2 separate regions of the Sus scrofa genome follow, and region 2 is linked to region 1. The links are chromatin contacts, called in public Hi-C maps. All regions are on one chromosome and are shown on one strand. Each heading gives the region's core, a stretch centred on a gene start, on an enhancer-like site or on the middle of the called end of the contact. The rest is flanking DNA. Distances are from core to core; before and after follow the strand shown. Region 1 overlaps WDR25 (WD repeat-containing protein 25). Region 2 overlaps LOC106504559 (a long non-coding RNA gene).

Region 1 (4,560 bases), core at 352-2,851:
TGAAAGAATTATTCTTGATGGATTTTACAAAATGAGATTGAGAAATGATTTGATGTGGAGAGCGAGGAGTCGCTGCGCATTATGCAGATGATGGGCAATTTATTCCAAGCACGAGGCAGATCTATTGGAAATGAGAGGCGCACAGCTGGGGAGGAGGCTGGGCGGTGGTGGTGGGCGTTTGGTATTTGGGAGGGAATGATTAACAGTGCATCGAGGGTAATTAGGTGACGGTGAGGAGAGAATGGCTGGCGTGTGGGTGCGCGTGCGCCCGTGCACGCGGAGAACATCTGCTCCCATCTGCACTTGACAGAGGCCCAGAGAGGGGCAGACGCTGGCCCGCCAGCACACAGCGAGGTCAGGTGGGGGGTGCCCTCGGCGTCTTCCCTCTCGGCCCGCATCTGCTCCTCTCCCTTCTCGTCCTGTGGAAGTCCTCCTTCCAGGGAAAGTTCCTGGTCCCCTGAGTTGTCACGGAGTGGGGAGCGGGGGCTTCAGGCTGGTCCACAGCAGGGCTGCCGAGCCTTGGGGAAGAGCCGGGAGAGCCGGAGCTGGAACCTTCTCGTGGGCAGTGAAGTTTTGACACTCCTCTCCCCCACACGAAAGCTGCGACGCTCCCGAGGCCAACAAACGAGACATTTCCCACTTCTGGTGTGCTTCCCAGAAGGGCCGCGTAAGCTTGTGCTTTATAGGAAAAAACCTCGGGCTGGAAGAGGAATCAGAAGGGAAAAGTGTGGCAGAACCCAGGCTGTGTTTTCTCCTTTTTGAAAACTTCATTCAGTTCAACTTCCACAGTTCAGTGTCCCCAGTGCCAGATGCTGATGGGGAGAAAGCAGGGCCGGGTGAAGGCGCGGACTCTGTCCTCGGGGAACCAGTCTCGTCCAGGCCCATCCTGCATCATTAAGGGAAGAATAGAGCAATTTGGGAAAATGCTTTTAATGTAATTGAAAAACGCAGATTGCAAAATTGGCACACTTAGGGGTTGAGACAGTCTAGTAAATTATTTCTTGCTGCTTTTAAAACTTGGATGCAGAAGACTCTTAAAGGCCCCTGTCTAGTGCCCATGATGGCTTTGTCCTTCTCCTTTTTGGGAAAAAAATGGCAGAAATGAAAGATGTCACCGTAGACCTTCCGCTCGGATCTGTCGACTGCGAGTGTTCCGCAAGCCGCGCTTCCTTCTCGTCTCTTTTCCCACGGGCGCCCGCTGCTTTTATGCTCCATCGAGGCCTTTATTTTGATAGTCAGCGTTAAAAAACTTTGAGGTGGCCATGTCCCCTCCCCACCGCTAGTCTTTTTACCCCTTAAAAGAAGGAGTGGGCTAAGTCACTCCACCCTCTTCGCCTCTGCTCCTGGCTTCTGCTGGGTGGAGTCTGCTGCAGACCCCAGGGCCTGGGGGGTGGAGCAGGACGCGCGGGGGGCGGGGCGGGGGGGGCAGAGCACTTGAGTGAGGTCCGTGGGGTCAGCCCAGCCTCCCTGAAAGCCTTTGGCAAGCTTCCTGAAGTTTCTTTCCACGGCGAGATAAAAGAGCGAGCCTCAGGCCCCCTCACAAGATAGCGTGGCCCAGAGTGAAAGGGAGGAGGAGCAGCCGGGCCTCAGACCCCGGCCCGGCTCGGGCGGCTCTGCTCTGCCGGGGGCCCTGGAGCCAGTGCAGGCCTGTCTTCGCTCACTGTCCTCCTCCCAGGAGGCCCAGGGCTTGGACGTGGGGACTCTGATGAGCTGGCTGATCTGGATGTCCCTGGATGGAGCTTCTAATTTCCTTATCTTTTCTCTCGAGTTTTCTATCTCTTTGCCTTTCTGTTTTATTCTTCTGGGGAATTTCCTCCACTGTATCTTTCAGTCCCTTTTTTTCCTCCTGGGATTTTGTTATTTCTGCTGTCACATGCTTCAAGTTTTCTACCGAAGTATAACATGTATGCAGAAAACTGTTCTGTTCTCTCATATTTTTACATTCTGAGAGCTGTTTTTTTTTTTTTCTGAACATTCCTTTTAAAAATATTTATAGTATTTTATTTTTTATTGCAGATGTACAAGGTCTTTTCTTAGCTCGCGAGTTCTTTGGAAGTTTTCCTATGTTTTCTGAAATGTTTCTCTTTTCTGCTCCTTTTGTCTTTTTGTTTTGGTGTCTGTGCTTCATGTTAGAGATTTTCTCCTGCTCATTCTGATTCAGAAGGGAGACTTGACAAAGCTGATCTGACCAGAGGCTGAGAGAGAGAGAGAGAGAGAGAGAGAGAGAGAGAGAGAGAGAGAGAGAGTGTGTGTGTGTGTGTGTGTGTGTGTGGCTTGTCCACAGCGAGGTCGTCATGGAGTGATGAGATGAGCTGGCGTTCATTGCAGGACCCCCAAATGTGAGCATCTCTAATTATCTTCTCTTAGCCCGGTCAGTTTCCCAGCAGGGCCTCCCACCCCCTGGGGTGGGCTCGCCGGCTGGCTGCCCGCATCCTGGCTCTGAGCTGGGCGGCGGGCTGGGTCTCTGTTTAGTATGCAGACTTCAGCCCACGCTGTCCTCCAGCGGGTCTCACTCGTGTGTCACGCACGTCTCTTCCTTTCAGTGCCCAGATCGACTTCATTCTTCTTAGCGGCTCCAGAGCCGTCCGTCCGTGGCTCACACCATCATTCATGTGCAAATGGGATCGTGTCTTCTTTCCCTCGACAGCGCCAGAATTATTACGTTTTTAAACGTTTGCTAATCTAGTGGCATCTTGTTTGAGAACCAAATGAGTTCATTTATGTGCAGTTCTTTGAGCACTGAGCCTGGCACCTCATTAATGCTGAATAAGTGTTTGGGGTCTCGGTTCTTGTCCATTAATCTCCAGTAGTCTTGGTGTTTTTTGTTTTTTTGTTTTTTTTTCTTATCCCAGCAATTTACATACTAACAGTATTGACCTGTCAAACTCCCCCACCCTGGGTGTTGTTCGCTTCTGAGTTTTGCTATTTCATTCTTTTACTTTTTGCAGAGGAAACCTAACATTTTGTGTGTGTGTGTGTGTGTGTGTGTGGTCAAGTCTATGGGCCTTGTCCTCCCCACCCTGGGATCTGATAGTCGCCTATACATGACCTTCCTCTAGCAGTGATTAGCTGGAGCCAGTTTCAATTCTCGTCACCTCTCCCCGGCGTTGGGCGTTGCGTGGGTCCGGGCAGGCCGCGCGGGCCGTGATGGATGGGCGCCGGGTGCCAGGGATCAACGGGCAGATGAAGGAGCAGCCACGCTGTGTAGCACTGGCCTGCGCTGACGCTGGCCACTAATGACTTCAGACGGCCTTCTTCTCACCCGGCTTATTCCGCGGGGCATGGATATACCAGGGCCACCCAAACCATTCCTCAAAAAAGAAATGCTTGTGGCTGAAAAGGAAATACGCACACACCATGGAAAAACCAGAAAGGCATAAAGAAAAAAATTGTCTGTCATTTCTCCATCCAGAGGCAAGGACGGTAGACTTTTTGGTATATTTCCATCCACTCTTAAAAAAAAAAAAAAAGCGACATAGTTGAGTTCCAACTGTCCATGTCATTCCAAATCCTTCTCCCTGCCTGCTCCAGCAGCCGTTTCTAACGCCGTAATCCACTGCAGTGGTTTTCTGCTGCGGTAATTTACTGCGGTGGTTTTCAGTGTGTCTGCAAACCCCTAGGGGTCCTTGAGAGCCTCTCAGGGGGCCTGTGGGGGTGAAAATTATTTTCATAATAGCACCTAGGAGTTACTTGCCTTTTCACTCTCGTTCTCTCATGAGTGTACGTGGAGTTTTCCAGAGGCTATGAGACATGTGCTGTTAGAATTGATTAAATACAGAAGCAGCTCTGAGAATGCAGCTGTCTTGTATTAAGCTGGCCGTTAAAGAGATGGCAAAAAAGTCAACAGTGCTTTCTCTTTTTTTTCCGCCTTGGAAAATATATTTTTCACAGGAAATATGTTCTTTGTGTTACCCTGTAACGGGTTTCTTTTTGTTACTTCTACATAATGAGTAATTATTGTAAGTGTCCTCGGCTTTAATTTTTAATATGCTGGATGTGGATAGATAGGACCCGCATAGGTGGCAGCTCTTCGAGCCCTTGCTCACCTTAGAGAGGGGAAGGGGGGCCGGAGGGTTTGAGAACCACGGTTTCATTCACGCTCGTGAGTCCATTTGGGGCACGTATGTGTTGTTGAAAACAGTGTCACGTCCCAGCACTGGTGCGTGAGCACAGGTCGGCCCCAGCTGTGACTCCCTCTCCTGGGCCGGATTTCCAACCTGCGCCACCGAAACACAATCCTAGAGGGTCCAAGCCTCCCTCAGTCCCGCTGCCCCTTCTCCCTGCACCCCCTCCCCATCGCGCCCTTTGCGAAGATGATTTAACAGCATTACAAAATGATGGGAAGAAATCTCCCAATTCTAACATACACTAAAATCATGATTATCCTTTTAACACCCTCTCAATCAGTTTCTGGCCCACACGGGCTTGTGTTTTTCACAGGGTGTGAGTATAATTTTGCAGCCTGCTTTTCCCACTTAGCATTCTTTCCCAGCTGCTCCGGCTGCAGTGCCACCGGCCGCCTCTGTGTCTTTGGAGGGCGTCCATTTCCACTGGTTCTGT
Region 2 (4,599 bases), core at 1,213-3,712, 470 kb after region 1:
TCTGACTTCCCGGAGCTTCTGGGATGTGGTCCAAGAGCCCTAGCCTGGCACGTAAGACCCTTCAGGGTCTGGCTAGCAGCTCCCCAGCCTCGTGCCCCCTCCCCACGCAGATGCACACACAGACACACACATTTCCCGGCTGGGCACACTGCAGCCCCTGCCAGCTCCCTTCTCTCTGCACATGCCCTGCCTTTTATCCTTTTCCCCAGCCAGCTTCTCCTCGGCCTGTGGGACCAGACTTGAAGTGTCCTCTGGGGTGAACCCAAACTTAGAGGCACCCCTGCCCCCCCACCTCATGCCAAAGTTCAGCAAAGTGTGGCCTGTGGAATCGTGATGCCTCTGACATCTCGCCTCTTCCAGGAGAACGTTCTGCATTTTTGTAGAATCCATGAAACTGGCCACATGTTAATCACCCCTTTCCCTTTGTCCCTTTCCAGGGCTCCTCAGCTCCTGTGTCGCTTGGCTCCATTTCGCCTAACTGAGAACTGCCTCTTGTTCACCTGGGCAGCTTCAGAGGACCTGGCGGTGCGCTCTGCGGCTCGGGGTGAGTCCCGGGAATGTGGTCAAACTGCAAACACACACCTGGGGGGCCAGCCCTGTCCCAGCTGCTGTGTCCCGCCCTCCTGGACGCACACACCAGGCTCCCCCCGGGTCCTGGAACCTGAGTTCTGGGGTCCAGGGGTCAGGGTGGTGCGTCTCAGGGTTGATGGGTCCGTGATGAGTTTGGGAGGCATGATCTCCTGGAAACGGTTGATTGTGTCTTTTGTGACCTGCTCTGTGCCAGAGGGAAATGGGTCTGGTTCTGGAACATGAGAAGAAAGAATGATCTAGCATGTGACAGCAGGGCCACAGTGGGGGTGTTGGTGGCACTCTGGAGAGGACAGGGTGAAGAGTGGTGTGTCTCCCTTTGGGGCTCGGTCATGTTCTAGAAAAAGCACGGGCTTCTGGGTCAAGGGGCGGGGACGCCAAGTGTGCATCACCCCTGGGGATCAAGTGCCCCAGAGGTTTGGGTCCCCTTTCTTTCCCTGCAGTGGGGGGTGGGGGGAGGTGCCCCAAGAGACTGGCCGTCTTGAGCACAACCCAGCGGCAGGGCGGAGAGCTCTGTGTCCCAGGCAAGTCCCCAAGAATGTCTGTGCCTCAGTTTCCTGATATCCCCCCCCAAGGGGGGGTATGGAGGGGCTGGGTGGGACCAGGACCGTGACATCCCCCTGGGCGGCAGCTGGCACTCAGTACCCAGCAAAAGCAGCCGCCTCTTCCATCTCATCCGGCCCCCGAGTGCTCAGCCCTCCCTGTGGGAACAGAGGCAGAAAGACCCACAGGGGGAAACAACACGGCTGAGCAGGAAAGGGACAGGCTGGCTGGGGGCTGGGGGCAGTCGCAGCTCTGCTCCCTTTGCCCCCGTGCCAGCACCTCCCCCCCCCATTTTCGCGCCGTCGCGGGGTGGGGGGCGGGGGAGGCGCGGGGCAGGCAAGGGGCTGCCCCCGCTGGTTTTCCTGGGGTTCTCCTAACAACTTTGGCAGTGGTTTATTTATTTATTTTTAGAAGTCTGTGTGACATGTCAGGCTGCTCTTCAGGCAGATTTTTTAGGCTCGTATTTTATAGACTTTGGCAAGGGCGGGCTCGGAAGGAACAGTGGTTCCAGTCTCCAGAGGTTAATCATTCCTGGAAAAACTTCTGGCTAAACCCATTTTCTTCTCCTAAATTTCACAGAAACTGCTCCCTGGGCCGGACCCAGCCTAAATGAGGTTTTGTGCACGGTGCAACCTTACCTGGGGGAGCGTGACTTGCCTTTCACACAAAAGTGCACTTCCGAGGGCCACCAGGCACAAAGGCTCTTCCTTCCTAAAGTTTCTGTTTATTGACCCCGAAGAGGGGGCGGGGGCAGACACACTTCTCGGGGCGGCGGCGGCGGCGGGGGAGCCGGGCTCCGTTTGGGTCTGGGGTGACAGGTTGGTGGCAGCCCCCTTCTCCAGCCTGCCTGCCCTCTGCGGGGAGGGGGGGGGGCGGGGGCGGGGGCTGCTCTGTGGCCTCTGCCCAGTTAGAGATCTGGGGAGATGACTTTGCAAATCCATATGAAAGCTCTCTCTCGAACCTCTCCCGCGAGCCCGGACCGGAAGCCCTTATTTGAAAATTTCGAAGTGCGTGATGTCTTGTGCGCATCCCCGTCCGCCCCGCCCGCCCGCCTGCCCGCAGTGTCGCGCCGCAGAGGCCGTGACGCACTTGTAAATACTTTACCAAACATTTTCAAACCGGCAGTTTCAAAGCAGTCTTTTAATTGATTAAAACACCAGCAACGACGGAACATACCAACACACTCTCCCGCGGCTCCGAGAGAGCAAACGGTTTCTCCCAGGGCTGCTGGCAGCTCTCGAACCCGGGGGTCCGGGCCCGTCTGTCTGTCTGTCTGCGGGGAGCCCGCGCGCGCTCTCCACCTGCGACACCATGCTGCCCCCCCACGGCGGGCTGGAGCAGCTGTCGGGACCCCGAGGCTGACAGACAGCGCCGGACAGATGGGGCTGCCAGGGCCGGGCCAGTCAGGCAGCAGTGACAAGGGGCTGTGACCCTCGGTCCCCGGGTCCCTTCGCTTTCTCTGCTCCCGGGAGGGTGGAGGTGCAGCCCTTCCCCCCAGGCAAGGCCAGGCAGTGCCAGGCAGCCTGGTCATTTTAGACAAGGACTCCAGGCTGGCCCCTCAGCTAGCCTGTCGCTGTCTCTCTTTCTCTTACACACACACACACACACAGGCACACGCACGTGTACACACACACACACACGCTCTATGCTTGTGCTGGGAACAAAGACAAGCAAACTCCTTTAGAAATTGCAGACCAGACCCTCGTCTAGTGGGTCCCATGATAAAGGCCCTGTCCACCCAGAGTTGCTGGGAACCAAGCCCCCATGAATGGGCCCGGAGGGCCAGCGCCCTGCTCTGGCATGGACCACATTCATCAACCCCCAGGCCCCTCGGCCCCGTCACTGGGCAAGGGGGCTTTCGGGAGTCCCCAGGGCATCCGAGTCACTGTCCATTGGCCGGACAAATCGTGGCTGCGGCCCAGCCTCCAGAAAAGGGCCTTGCTTTTCCCATGAGCCGGCCAGCCCCTCAACTCACCAGGCGCCCCCCTCTTTCTGTTCCCCCCTCCCTCCGCCTGAGGAGGCTGCCCCCACCCTCTGCACCAGCCTGTTGCCCCAGAGAGGACCCAGGCCAGAATCCCTGGGCCTGGGAGCCGGGGCGGGCACTTGGCCACTCCAGGTGGCCGGGCCCTTGAGATGGGGAGTTGGCTGCAGGACAGCCCCCCACCTCCCCCCGCTGGCCCCGCACTCACCCCCATTCTCTGCTCCTCTCCCTCACTGCCTCATTGTGACAGAAGTGCTCCACCGGCCATCTCCGTGCCTTTGCCTTGGGCTCAGGGCAAGGTACGGGGGGGAAGTCCGCGCATCCTTGCTCTGACCCCAGCCTGCCTCCTCCGCGGCCAGCCCCGCTCGGGACTTAGCGGCTGTAGGAGCTTCTCCGAGGCCTAGACGTGCGGGCTGCCAGCCCGGGCAGGGAGCCGCACTGCAGCCTCCCGGCCAAGAACCGGCCTGCCTCTCTCTGCTCAGATGCCTCCTGTAACAGGGAGCTCCCTTTCTCCCTGAGCAGCCCGCTCTGGGCTCGCACACCGAGTGCTTTGCCGAGCCCTCCCTGCTTGCTGCATCTGCCTCCGCGGCTCCGACGCAGCCCCCTCGCCCCCTCTGTCCTCGGCTCCTTGCAGGCAGCGAGTTCCTTCTCAGTCCTCTCCTTGCCGTGCTGAATAATAGCAAGCCCCCCGTCAACCATGGGATCAGGTTTGGGGTCCCTGTCACCATCCGATCTCAGCCGTCTACACCTGTCCCGGGCGCCTCTGCCCCTGCACACCCGGATCCGGGCCGGAGCCCTTTGCCCTGCTGTTCTGCAGAGAGCCCAGGGGAGGGCGCGGGTCTCCCCTCCTGGGTCCAGCTGCTCTGTTAGCTATCTGTTAAGCGGCTTCCAAGCCCTCTCGGTTTTTTATGGCCCCTTTGCCAGTTGCCAGGGAGAACGCTCTCTATGCAAACCCCCTGCCTTTTCCGCAGGAGCCGCCAGCGGCTGGGCCGGCCCTGGTCAGCCCGCAGCAGAGGCAGCAGCAGGCGCCTGTGGAGGGGCCAGGGGGCTCCCAGGCTCCCCTCCCCGCTCTCTAGCTGTGAGACCGCACAATTCCCTTCACTTTTCACAGCCTGCGTTTTTTTTTTTTTTTCCTTTTCTTTTTTTTTTCCCTCTGTGCGATGGAGATGCGAGGGGCCCCCTCACCGACTCAGAGGGAGGCTAAATGAGATAAGAGTAGCCCAGTACACATCAGATACTCTGTCAACGCTTGTGGGGCGGATGGGGAATCTGGGAGGAATGCACAGCACGCGTGTAACGAGTGTCGCACCAAAGAAAACCGCCTGGCCTTCGGAGACCCTGCTTCGAATACAAACAGGAACCTTGCCAGGCAGAGACCCCTCTGCCCGCTTCATCGCACAAATCACGTCAGCCAGAGGAAGCCCCTGGCCTGTGAGCTCACAGTAGATGCAGAAGGCGGCAGAACTGACACGCGAGCCCACGTCTGC

The links. Hi-C and Micro-C count contacts between places; a contact is called where the count stands out from the background.
Region 2: a Hi-C map of fetal skeletal muscle shows a contact between it and region 1, with 2.8 times the contacts expected there. The contact joins two enhancer-like sites. A contact is called at or near these places in 6 of 47 Hi-C or Micro-C datasets (embryonic fibroblasts, fetal skeletal muscle, heart right ventricle and 3 more) and 1 of 2 datasets of contacts at active chromatin or transcription factors (skeletal muscle).

Annotation. Positions count from the first base shown.
Region 1 is chr7:121,251,985-121,256,544 of Sscrofa11.1, forward strand. The region is part of intron 2 of WDR25 (WD repeat-containing protein 25); the gene reads left to right. Among named protein-coding and RNA genes, the nearest start is that of MIR9830, 16 kb to the right of the region's middle. Within about 2 kb of position 1,602, at least 20 of the 83 cell types and tissues checked have an H3K27ac peak or open chromatin away from gene starts, as enhancers often do. A contact at or near this core is called in fetal skeletal muscle, where this site is marked.
Region 2 is chr7:121,724,714-121,729,312 of Sscrofa11.1, forward strand. LOC106504559 (a long non-coding RNA gene) reads left to right here. Exons shown (of 8, transcript XR_002346043.1): 6 at 438-544. Among named protein-coding and RNA genes, the nearest start is that of RTL1, 16 kb to the left of the region's middle. Within about 2 kb of position 2,463, at least 12 of the 83 cell types and tissues checked have an H3K27ac peak or open chromatin away from gene starts, as enhancers often do. A contact at or near this core is called in fetal skeletal muscle, where this site is marked.